Linked DNA regions of Gossypium hirsutum: region 1 is linked to region 2. The links are chromatin contacts, called in public Hi-C maps. All regions are on one chromosome and are shown on one strand. The core of a region is the stretch at or near the end of the contact, and the rest is flanking DNA. Distances in the headings are between cores, read along the strand shown. Region 1 holds the start of LOC107923752 (protein BPS1, chloroplastic). Region 2 holds the start of LOC107923851 (golgin candidate 4).

Evidence for each region. Hi-C and Micro-C count contacts between places; a contact is called where the count stands out from the background.
Region 1: a contact with region 2 is called in a Hi-C map of leaf, with 1.7 times the contacts expected there. The contact joins the promoter of LOC107923752 here to the promoter of LOC107923851 in region 2. A contact is called at or near these places in 4 of 34 Hi-C or Micro-C datasets (callus, leaf and petal).

What each region holds. Positions count from the first base shown.
Region 1 is chrA12:80,513,349-80,518,688 of Gossypium_hirsutum_v2.1, reverse strand. LOC107923752 (protein BPS1, chloroplastic) reads right to left here and starts at 3,944. Exons shown (of 3, transcript XM_016853920.2): 1 at 3,767-3,944; 2 at 3,495-3,560; 3 at 1,490-2,776. The coding sequence starts at 2,763. The coding sequence ends at 1,705. It also overlaps a transcript of LOC107923741 not described here.
Region 2 is chrA12:80,350,986-80,355,876 of Gossypium_hirsutum_v2.1, reverse strand. It overlaps LOC107923851 (golgin candidate 4), which reads right to left and starts at 2,324. Exons shown (of 16, transcript XM_016854011.2): 1 at 2,179-2,324; 2 at 1,896-2,108; 3 at 907-1,005; 4 at 529-657. The coding sequence starts at 2,108.

The DNA.
Region 1 (5,340 bases), core at 2,695-5,194, 160 kb before region 2:
TATTAAACTACTTGGTAAAGTCTACCAAATAATAGTGATAATAATAATATATAAGCAAATTCATAATGAATTTATATTTGGTAGAATGTTCGAGTATTAATAATTTTAGGTCGAATAATTTAATTAAATTATTATATTTTACTTTAAATATAAAAAAAAAAGTTAAACACAATATTACAAGTTTTATATTAAGAAATATGAGTTTATATGCATAAGTTGATACTGAGGCAATGATTTAACATCAAAATTTTTATATTATATCAATTAATATAATCAGTATAGAATTAAATGAGAACAATTCATCAAAAATAATTTAAAACTAAATTAACTTATTTCTACATACTATTAGTGAATAAGATGATTCTGAACCATTAGGAAATTTTAAAACTTATTTAGCTTCTTTTTTTTTATTTAATTTTAATGATTGTTGCATAAAATTATATGCATCATAATTCCACCATCGCATTTCCAGGGATAAGCAGATAGCAGATGATGTTATATCAGATAAACTAAAACCAACATTTAATGTATCAAAAATTAAATCACTAATTTCTATTTCTATTTATTTAAATATTTATTCAACAATAATTATATAAATTATTTAAAATTTATAAAAATATATATATTGAAAAATTATAAATCAACTCAACCACCTATTGATATTAACTTAAAAACCGGTTTAGTCCGATTCCAACCACACTGTACCCCTTACATTAAAGTCTACCAGATCCAGCATTTGGCCCAATCATAACTCCTAAATCCATAGCCATAACCCCAAAAGCCATTAAAGCTTTTGCTTTCTTTCGGCCAATAAGAGCCATTTAATATGGCTCCAAGTCCTTCAACCAAAAGTAAGCAAGCCATGGTCAAGTGCCAATCTGCACAAGCCACCAGGCTCTCGGGCGGTGGTCAGTCCCATGAACCATTCTATCAAAGAATAGTATATATAGTACCACCAGCCGCTGCATCTGCAACAATACTATCCAATAGATTAAACATGCAATTCATACTATCTTCCCAGTTTCATATTAGACTTGAAACTTGACAACTTTTCTCAATTTCGATCCCTGTGATAATTTTTAGGTGAGTCATCACATGGACCAAAACTGAAAAATGCTACCAGGTTCAAGGACTAAATGTTACTTTTATCTCTTCATATTACCATAATAGATACAACCTGAGGATCTTCTCAGCACTCAAGCCAGGGATCATGAAAATGGTCAGAGCTAAGCTTGCTGTGCTGTCAAATGAAGATATCATCCTTGAGAATGACTCTGAGGAAAAAGAAATAGAATAATATCCCGCTGAAAGAAAAATAATGCATATATTAATTAAAAAAACCCAGAAATACACAGCTAGAGATTTTCGTAGCTTCTATCCGACCATATCATCTACTTAATGTTTTACTTCAGAAAACATGTTATATATGTGAAAAATGAATAAGTGATATCCTAGGAAAATGGTGATTGATAACAATAAGAAGCAAGCATTTGCAAACAAATATAAGCCCTTTTTATATAGCATTTGACATAGGTTGGTCCAAATACATGTACAAACAAGTACTATAGTATAACACACCTTACAACTCACACAATAAATACTTTCATTACCCAAACAAGGTTGTATATCCCTAGTTAGAAAACAGCAGGTCTCATACCTAAACCATCTGTATACAGAAGAGTTTAGCTTTACTTCATTCATAATTCACCTCACAATTTGCTCGTCTGTGTTTCTTCCCAGAACTGAATTTGGGGAAGCACAACCTGCTCTTAGATTACAAAGCAAAGCATCACGCCCAGACAAAACTATTTTGAAAAAGTCATCTACTACCTTTGAAAGATTATCCAGCCCTTGCGATAGCTCCTCTGCTGTCTTCCTCAATTCAGAAACGGAATGCTTGAACGATTCCTCTTGAGCAGGACTGAACCCGTCTTGAAGCAAAGGATACAATTTATTGGCCCAATTATCAACAGCAAGAAGTTCTCTAAGAACCGTAAATTCTCCACGAGAAAATATATTTTTAATTTCCGTACTCACAGTTGTTTGAACATTATAGAAAACTTGTGCCCATGGCAGTGTAGCAGGAACAGTCGAATTCAAATCTAACAAATTATCAGTAGAACTAGAGAAAGCTGCGGCAAAGACACTACAGATATATGTGGTCGCCACCTTAGCTCCGTCCATTGCATGCATCAGAACCTTCCCCTTAGCAGAGTTCCTTACCTTCGGCAAGTCCAATGATTCCACAAGGTTGTCCAGTACAGGACGACATGTTTCAACTCTGGGATTTTTTGAGCGAATTTGCTCTCTCCAGCTATGAAGTGAGGAACAAGCCCGCAGGAACTGATCTGGGGAGTTGGATTCCAACTTATGCAAGACACACTGAAGTAAGAGATGGCCTTGGTTGAGCCTTGTAAGTTCAGAGGTAAAAGCAATAGTAATATCAAGCAACTTTACACTGATGTCCAGATACACATCTATCCATTTCTCATCCCAATCAGTCACAGGGATCTCAAGCTCAGTTATCAGGTCTTTTATGTCACGGTGAATCTCGGAAAGTGATTCCATTGCTAGTTTCATCCATGACAAGCTAAGGATGTCACTCTTGTCTTTAGGCACAAGTTTCTGCAGCCTCTCTGACAAGGTTTTCTCAAACTTATCCAATAAAGAAAGAAGTCCTGGAGGCAAATGAGAACCCTTTGGTGAACGGAAAGGATTTCCAAAATGGAAGAAAGAGCGTTGTGGTTCTTGAGGACGGCTCATTTTGATGTATTTACTGCAAGATCAAGAACAAAGTCAATCATCAAAATGAAATAATACTTGATAAACCAAATCAAGTCAATAATTCCATGTTTATAACAGACATCGAACACCCTGAAGTTTCCATAAGTTTCATCTTTATACTATGCAAGCAAGGGCAAAGCTTGAAACTGACATCATCTCACTAATAACAATTAGACCATTAGTTCAACCATCCAAGAATAAAGAGAAATTAACTTGAAACCATGTCCAATACCATACCGAACAGATCTAACCACATCATACCTGATAAGCATCAAATCAGTACTGAATTTTGTAGATTCAACCAAATTATTGATGGCAGTCAAGACCATATATTCAACATCAAAATCATAAAAAAATGCAAAAGATATGGTGTAACAATAAATCATAACAAATACATCGAGATCTCCTTAGTTGCCTTATTTTCTCTCAGGTTATCCATCCTAGCTAGGCCTAATTCTACTTCTACATGATTTGATTGATTTCCTCCATGAACATGAGGAAAAACTTCATACAGAGAAACAGCCAAGTCATTTCTATACAGAATAAAATAATTCCAAACCAAAAATTTCAAGGAAACCCTGAAAATCAAATCTCTAAAAATAAATCCTTAAAAATCGAAATTCAAAAGTCAGATATCACGAAAGCTAGAGCAGATCTCATAAACCTGAAGCAAAAAGATAAAGTCAAACCAAAAAACCAAGAAAACTTACCTAAAGTTTATATCCTTAAACCAAACGACTGATTAAACCAAGCAGAAACAAAAATTCTCCACAGATCTGTTAAAACTTTGTTAATTAATAACAAAAAAATATAAAAAAACAAATTATAACCTAAAAAACATTTCAACAACAAATAAACTTCATCTAAAAAAGCAAAATTTATTTTTTTTTAAAACAACGAAATTTCTTCAGAATCGCACGAAGATCGGCGAATTTAAAACAAAATTAAAAATTAAAACATAAAGAAAAATAGAAAATTGTACCGGACTTTGTACTGGTAAAGCAATTGGGAATTTTCAAACGAAAGCTTCAAAATGACTTTGTGTATTATTTTTCAGCTTCGTTGAATTTTCCTCTTTGTGGAGTAGTTGAAGACGAGGGAGTGTTTGATTTAATCACTGCCTGTTACGGAATGTCAGTCACAGAATGTTTACGTGGAGGACATTGATTGGATAGAAGAATTTTGGGTTTTTAAGGTAAATTGTTGATAATTACTAAAGGGCCGTCGGCTGGGAATTATTTTTCAATGGGCCAACCAGACGTCAGCCCTACTTAAAGAAAAAGGCGTTTACTTGACTATTTAATATTTGGGTAAACTACATCTTAGATCACTAAACTATTAGTAAGTTTAAGTTTCAATCATTTAACTTTAAAAACTTACGAAATTATCACTAAATTATTCAAAAAATTTTATTTAAGCCACTGAATTGTTAAAATTATTGTTGTATGGTCTTTCCTTTTTGCACGATTTGTAACAATCAAAAGCTTTCATTATCCTTCTCTTTTACACTTCAGCTTTTCTTCTTCGATATTTAGCACTAACTACCAAATTAATTTAGATCTAAGGTATGTTGTTCTACTCATAGATGGGTATTAATCCACCACACCGATTGTCGAATAGTCGTTGGAGCTTGTTGATCAGATTTTTTATTAAAAAAACTTAACAGTCTAGTTACTTAAATAAAATCTCTTGAATAGTTTGGCGAATTAAATGAAAACTGTCAAATAGTTTACTAACTAATTTATAAATTTTTGAAGTTGAGTGACTAAAACGTAAATTTACTAATAGTTTAGTGACCTTGGGTGTAGTTTACCCTTAATAATTTAGCACAAAAAATCAATCATGATTTGGCGCAAATCCAACGGTCATAAATGAGCTGCCAGCTACTTGCCAGCTGCATGTTTCATGTTCCAAAGTATTTGTGATTATATGGATATAAATAATTTTATTTTAATAATTGTAGGATAATTATTTTATTTTTTTAACAATTTTATTTTAATGGATTTCCCATTTGGTTTCTTCTAAATTGGTATTTTAAATTTTGCTTTCTTTTTTTAAGGTTTAACTAAATCGGAAGCCATTAAATTATACCATTTGTTTAAGTTAGATATTTTTAAAAAAATTTAGTTGAAAGAAGTATCTAAATTTTATTTCCGTAGCTAATGTTGCCATCTATCATTGTATCGGTTAAAAAAAACTTTATTACCGTCAATCAAGAAATGTCACATCATTAAAATTTAATTAAATAAAAAATAATAAAAATAATTATATTAATATTGAATAAAATAAAAAATATCCCCCTCCCTTTTTCCATCTTCTCCCTCTCATCTCTCAAATATTTATTTAGGGATAAAAATTAAAATTATATATCAACTATGGTTTTATGTGTAATTATATACATGAATTTTAATTTAATTCAATTCTTGTAAATTATTAACATAATTATTAATATAACGTCGTTTTATGTTTATATATTGCATACATAAATAATTATATTTATCCAATATAAAAATAAATTGATGTATTTATTTCTTTAAATGTGTATGATTAAATCAA
Region 2 (4,891 bases), core at 1,075-3,574:
ATGATAGCAGCTCACTTCTGGCTTGGTGGCAGCAGAATCATAATTCAAGACAAACTTACAACATATCCAGTGGAAATAAATATATGTTCCAGTACAAGAACAACAAGAAAGCTCAATAATTAATATCACACGTGTTATGTAATTGAGCCACCAAACCATCCAAGTATCCCGACCAACTCATTTGATGAAGGAGAGACATCAAGACCACAAGGTTACAAGAAGTAAAAGACCAATCTTTCATTCTATAAACAAGGTTTCATCTCTACATTCAACTTTCTGTCGCATCCACCTATTGGGAGGTTCAAGGTTGCCACAGGTATGAAACATAATACAACAAAACCTTTTCAGACCTGCTTCTCTAGTTACAGAAGCAATAACATCAGAAACAGCAGACTCAGTAGTAGCACATTATGTTTGCTTTATTACATGGAACTACATATGCCTTCGGAATTGCAGAACCTAATGCATTAATTCCAGGATTTCTCAATAAACAAACCTCAGACAACTCTAACTGAGAGTAGCAACTACCTTGGGTGCATTAATTCCATTACTAGATACTTTGGAACTTTCGCTTCTAGCTGCACTCAGAGCTGCATTTGTCGCATTCAAATTTTGTTTCAATGAGCCATTCTCTTGGTTCAGCCTCGAAATTTGCTCCTGGAAATGGAATGCAAGGAAAATAGAGAGAAAGAAGCCATTTGAAAATGTTTAAAAACTAGAAGAAAGCTGTAAATTATTTGCACTATTATCATTTGTAAGAACTGAATTTTAGACCAACCCTGGAAATAAACTAGAACAACCACAGCATGCCCTTATTGCCATATAATATATCACCGGTCATAATTGTAAACTACCAAGTTGGCACAAGATATTTTTAAATCAAACAATACGAAAATTATCAGATACCTCTTTTTCTTTTAATAAAGCAGCATAATTGAATGATAAAGCCTTAATTTCTGCCTCGGATTCCTGAAGCTTCTTAATTTCTGCTCTGTATCTTTCAATCTACAAAAATAATCATAACACAGTTTATTTATCATGCATGAAAAGTAAAATACCACAAATTCCCTAGAAATGCCAAGCCCACTAGTAAAGTAACTTCCATGAGATTAAAGAATAAAAAGTCATGCCAACAATTGACTCAATCAAAAAGCAAACAGTCATCTGTGACACCAAAAGAGGATCTTAGGAAGCTCTGAAAGAGGTTACATTCAACCCTAAGCCAAATGCTCTTCAAATATTATGGCAGAGACCATATTATGAACCTGAATAAGTTTTTCTAACTAGTCCTCGCAATGAAAATCTTAATACTAGAAAAGATTACACTCAGCTACTTGGGTTCTAGGAGGCTCTCTATCAACACCAAGATGACAAGAACAAATCCGATATAAATGTTACTAGTATAGCTTGTTAGACTTACAATCATCAAATAAAAGTTCTATGCGTCCATGTAAAGATCCTTGAACTATCTCAGCACTATTTCATGTTATCAACAACTTCAAACCTCACCAAGATATATATATAAGTTTAAGCAATAAATCTTTGGAAATTGAATTCATCAAGTCAAAGTTTTGGATCTACCACTAGGTATTTACAGAGTACTTTCAGGCTTAAGCTATCACTTCACAAAGCTTGATTCCAGATTGCCAAAGAACAAAATATTACCAACTCCAACTATCAAATGTGATATATATATCCCTAATAAAAGATCGACACTAATATCCTCAATTAATAGAGACTGTTCACTCATTCGCGAACTCAAACTGTAGTGTGAACTAATATCATTCCATGATTCTACAAATTCATCAAAAAAACAAGCTGAATCTATTCCAAACTAAGAGGCGCCAAACATTAATTTAAACAAAATCAAGCGCGAAAACTAAATGCAATAATACCTCAGAATTAATCGGCGAATCGGTTCCATTAGCGATCGGAGAGACTGAAACGGGCTTTGAATGGGCAAACCTATGAGAGTTCCTTCTATCAAAGAATGGCGAATGATCTCCATTCCCTGAACCGTAGATCTCGCGTTCTTCGTCCTCATCGTCGTATACATCAAGCGCGATCTTATGCAAATTCTCTTTCAAATCCGCAATCGAACTCCACATCTTCCAAAGCTCCCGCAAATCAAATTCGTGGAAAATAAAAATAAAAAACGTAGATGGATTTCAAAAATACCTGAGATTTTCTTCGATGAAATTAGGGCAAAAAAGAACCGATACGTTTGAACAACGGTTTTGAGGATTTAGAATGTTTTTTATTTATTTTTGCAGATATATAAACAAGAAATAAAAGGGTTAATTAACGTATGCTTAAACAGTACTGGTTAAGATCCATTGGGCGGATCCTGAAACGGGTCCGTTCGGGTTGGCCCGTTTATACCCGATTATTTTTATTTTTATTTTTATTTTTTGATAATATCCTATTTAATTTTTATTGTTCGTTATAATGGTAGGTAAAGGCGGTTGAAATTTTACGCCAAAAAGAAAAAATCGTAACGGCTTTCCTCTCCTCTCTTTGAAAACAATAAAAGAGTAAATTGCATCTAAAGTTATTAAATTATTATTAAGTTTACATCTTAGCTATTTAATTATAAAAATTTATAAAATAATCACTTAATTATTCGAAAGTTTTAATTTAAGTCATTAAATTATTTTAATGTTTTTATTTAAGTTACTAAATTGTTAAAATTTTTTAAAGTTTGACTAACAAGCTCAAGGAGGAAGACAAAAGTTTATCTTTGAAAGGCCGAAATTGAATTATAAAATTTTAAAGAAATCGAAGTATAATTTTATCTTTGTATATGCTTGTTACTTTAGAACTTTAATGGGATTAAGTTAAATTTTTTTCAACTTGGAGGCAAAGTGTATTTTTACTATTAAACTATTTTATAATTTTAAAAGCTTAAAAGAGATTGAAATGAGAATTTGTCCTTGAGAGAGCTCTAAGCGATGATTTGACGATCAATGCGGTGGATTAGTACCCATCGAGGAGTAAAAGAACATACCTCAGATCCAAGTTGATCTGGCAATCGTTATAGGAGATCAGAGAAGAAAGCTATTTGAGTTTTGGTTCGCAGATTCATAACGTTTAAAATTGTTTTATGAAAAAAAAAACCTTAATTGTAGAAAAAAAAAGAGAATAAGAGTTTTCGATTAATGCAGACAATTTGAATAAAGAAAGTCATATAATAGTAATTTTAACCACATAGTGACTTAATAAAAACTTTTGAAAAGTTCAGTTATCATTTTATAATTCTTTAAAGTTAAGTATTTAAACATAAACTTATTAATAGTTTAGTGACTTTCGACATAATTTATCTAAAATAAAAATAAAAAGTGGTAATTTACCGATAAGATTTTGGTCTTAAAAACGGTCCGACCGACATGATTTTCTTATTACATTTGTTGAGATTCGTTTTCGTTGAACATGCCACGATGATTAAGAATATGAATTTACACATTAGTATCGACAAAGTCAAAGGCCCAATTTCCATATTTATTGGTAAATTCCACAAGGTTTCCTTGAAATATGATCTAAATTTTAAATCAGTTCACAAACTTCAATATATTTTAATTAGATTCTTAAACAATCAAATATCCTATCAGTCAATTCCTTTCATTAACCAAGTCATTAGCTCGGGCATTAAGCATAGACTCAAATATGACATAGAAAATATTTAAAGCACATGGATCAAATTATAAACACATACATTGTAAACACATACATACTTATTGATTAGCCAACTTAGAATTAAAATGTTAAAAAAAAGTCAAATTTTGCTATTAATCCTTGTATTATGCATAAAGTATAGATTTAGTCTCTATATTCTAATTTGGTTGTTTTTAATCTTTGTATTTTTTTCAAATTTGAAAGTTCTAATCATAACCCAAAAGGTAGTTATTAAATCTAATAGGTTGAAGTTTTTATATTAGTCTCGTATTATGCATAAATTGTGAATACAGTCATTTTTAGTCTTACTTTTGGAATTGTGAATTGTCAATCATGACTCAAAATAGTAACCATTAAATATATTAATTAACATAACGTGGCTTTTTTTGTGTGAGTATTACGTGAAAATGATAATTTGATATGACATTACCTATATGATAATATATTTACCGCAAAATATTTTGAAAATAGCAAAATTTAACAGCTAATGTTTTAGATTAGGACTAGAATTTCAAAACTCAAAAGTACAATGATAAAAATGATCAAATTAAAGTAAATGGACTAAATTTGCAACTTACAAATAGCACATGGACTAGTAATTAAATTTAACCTAAAATTAGTCCTAAATTTTATTAACATTATTTGTTTTTTAGGACATCAAATCCAATATGTCCACACGATAAGTATACATATTTTCGCAGTTTGAATCACATGTTAGATTCAAACTTCATTCAACATCTAAAAATTATCGCTATACAGATGAAAAGATCAATTTAAATCTTTGCAATGAGTAAGAGATTTATGCTTTAGGTATGTAAAAGCTAGTATTTTTTTGGAACTAGATTTGTGCTTGAATTGATTAGATCATTAATTATTAGTTTGATCCGTTCGTCTAGTTCAATCAAATAAATTTTTTAAATTTTTTAAAAAAAATTAAAAAAATATTAATTCTAGTTCAACCATAGGTTCAATCGATCCATATAAGTTTACAGGCCAATCGATTTTTTACCTCTCTCTAAACCAATATCCTAGTCGAATGGATCTAGTTCAAACAACTTTGGTAAAATCCAAACTATCATTGCAAATGCAAGAGGTAAACACATATTCGATTCATGTGTTTCAAACATTATTTGAGTTAGAATTGAGCTGACATTTAACTCTTAAGGTTCTTTTTTTTATTATAAAAACACATAAGTTAATGGCTAGACTTGTTCATAGG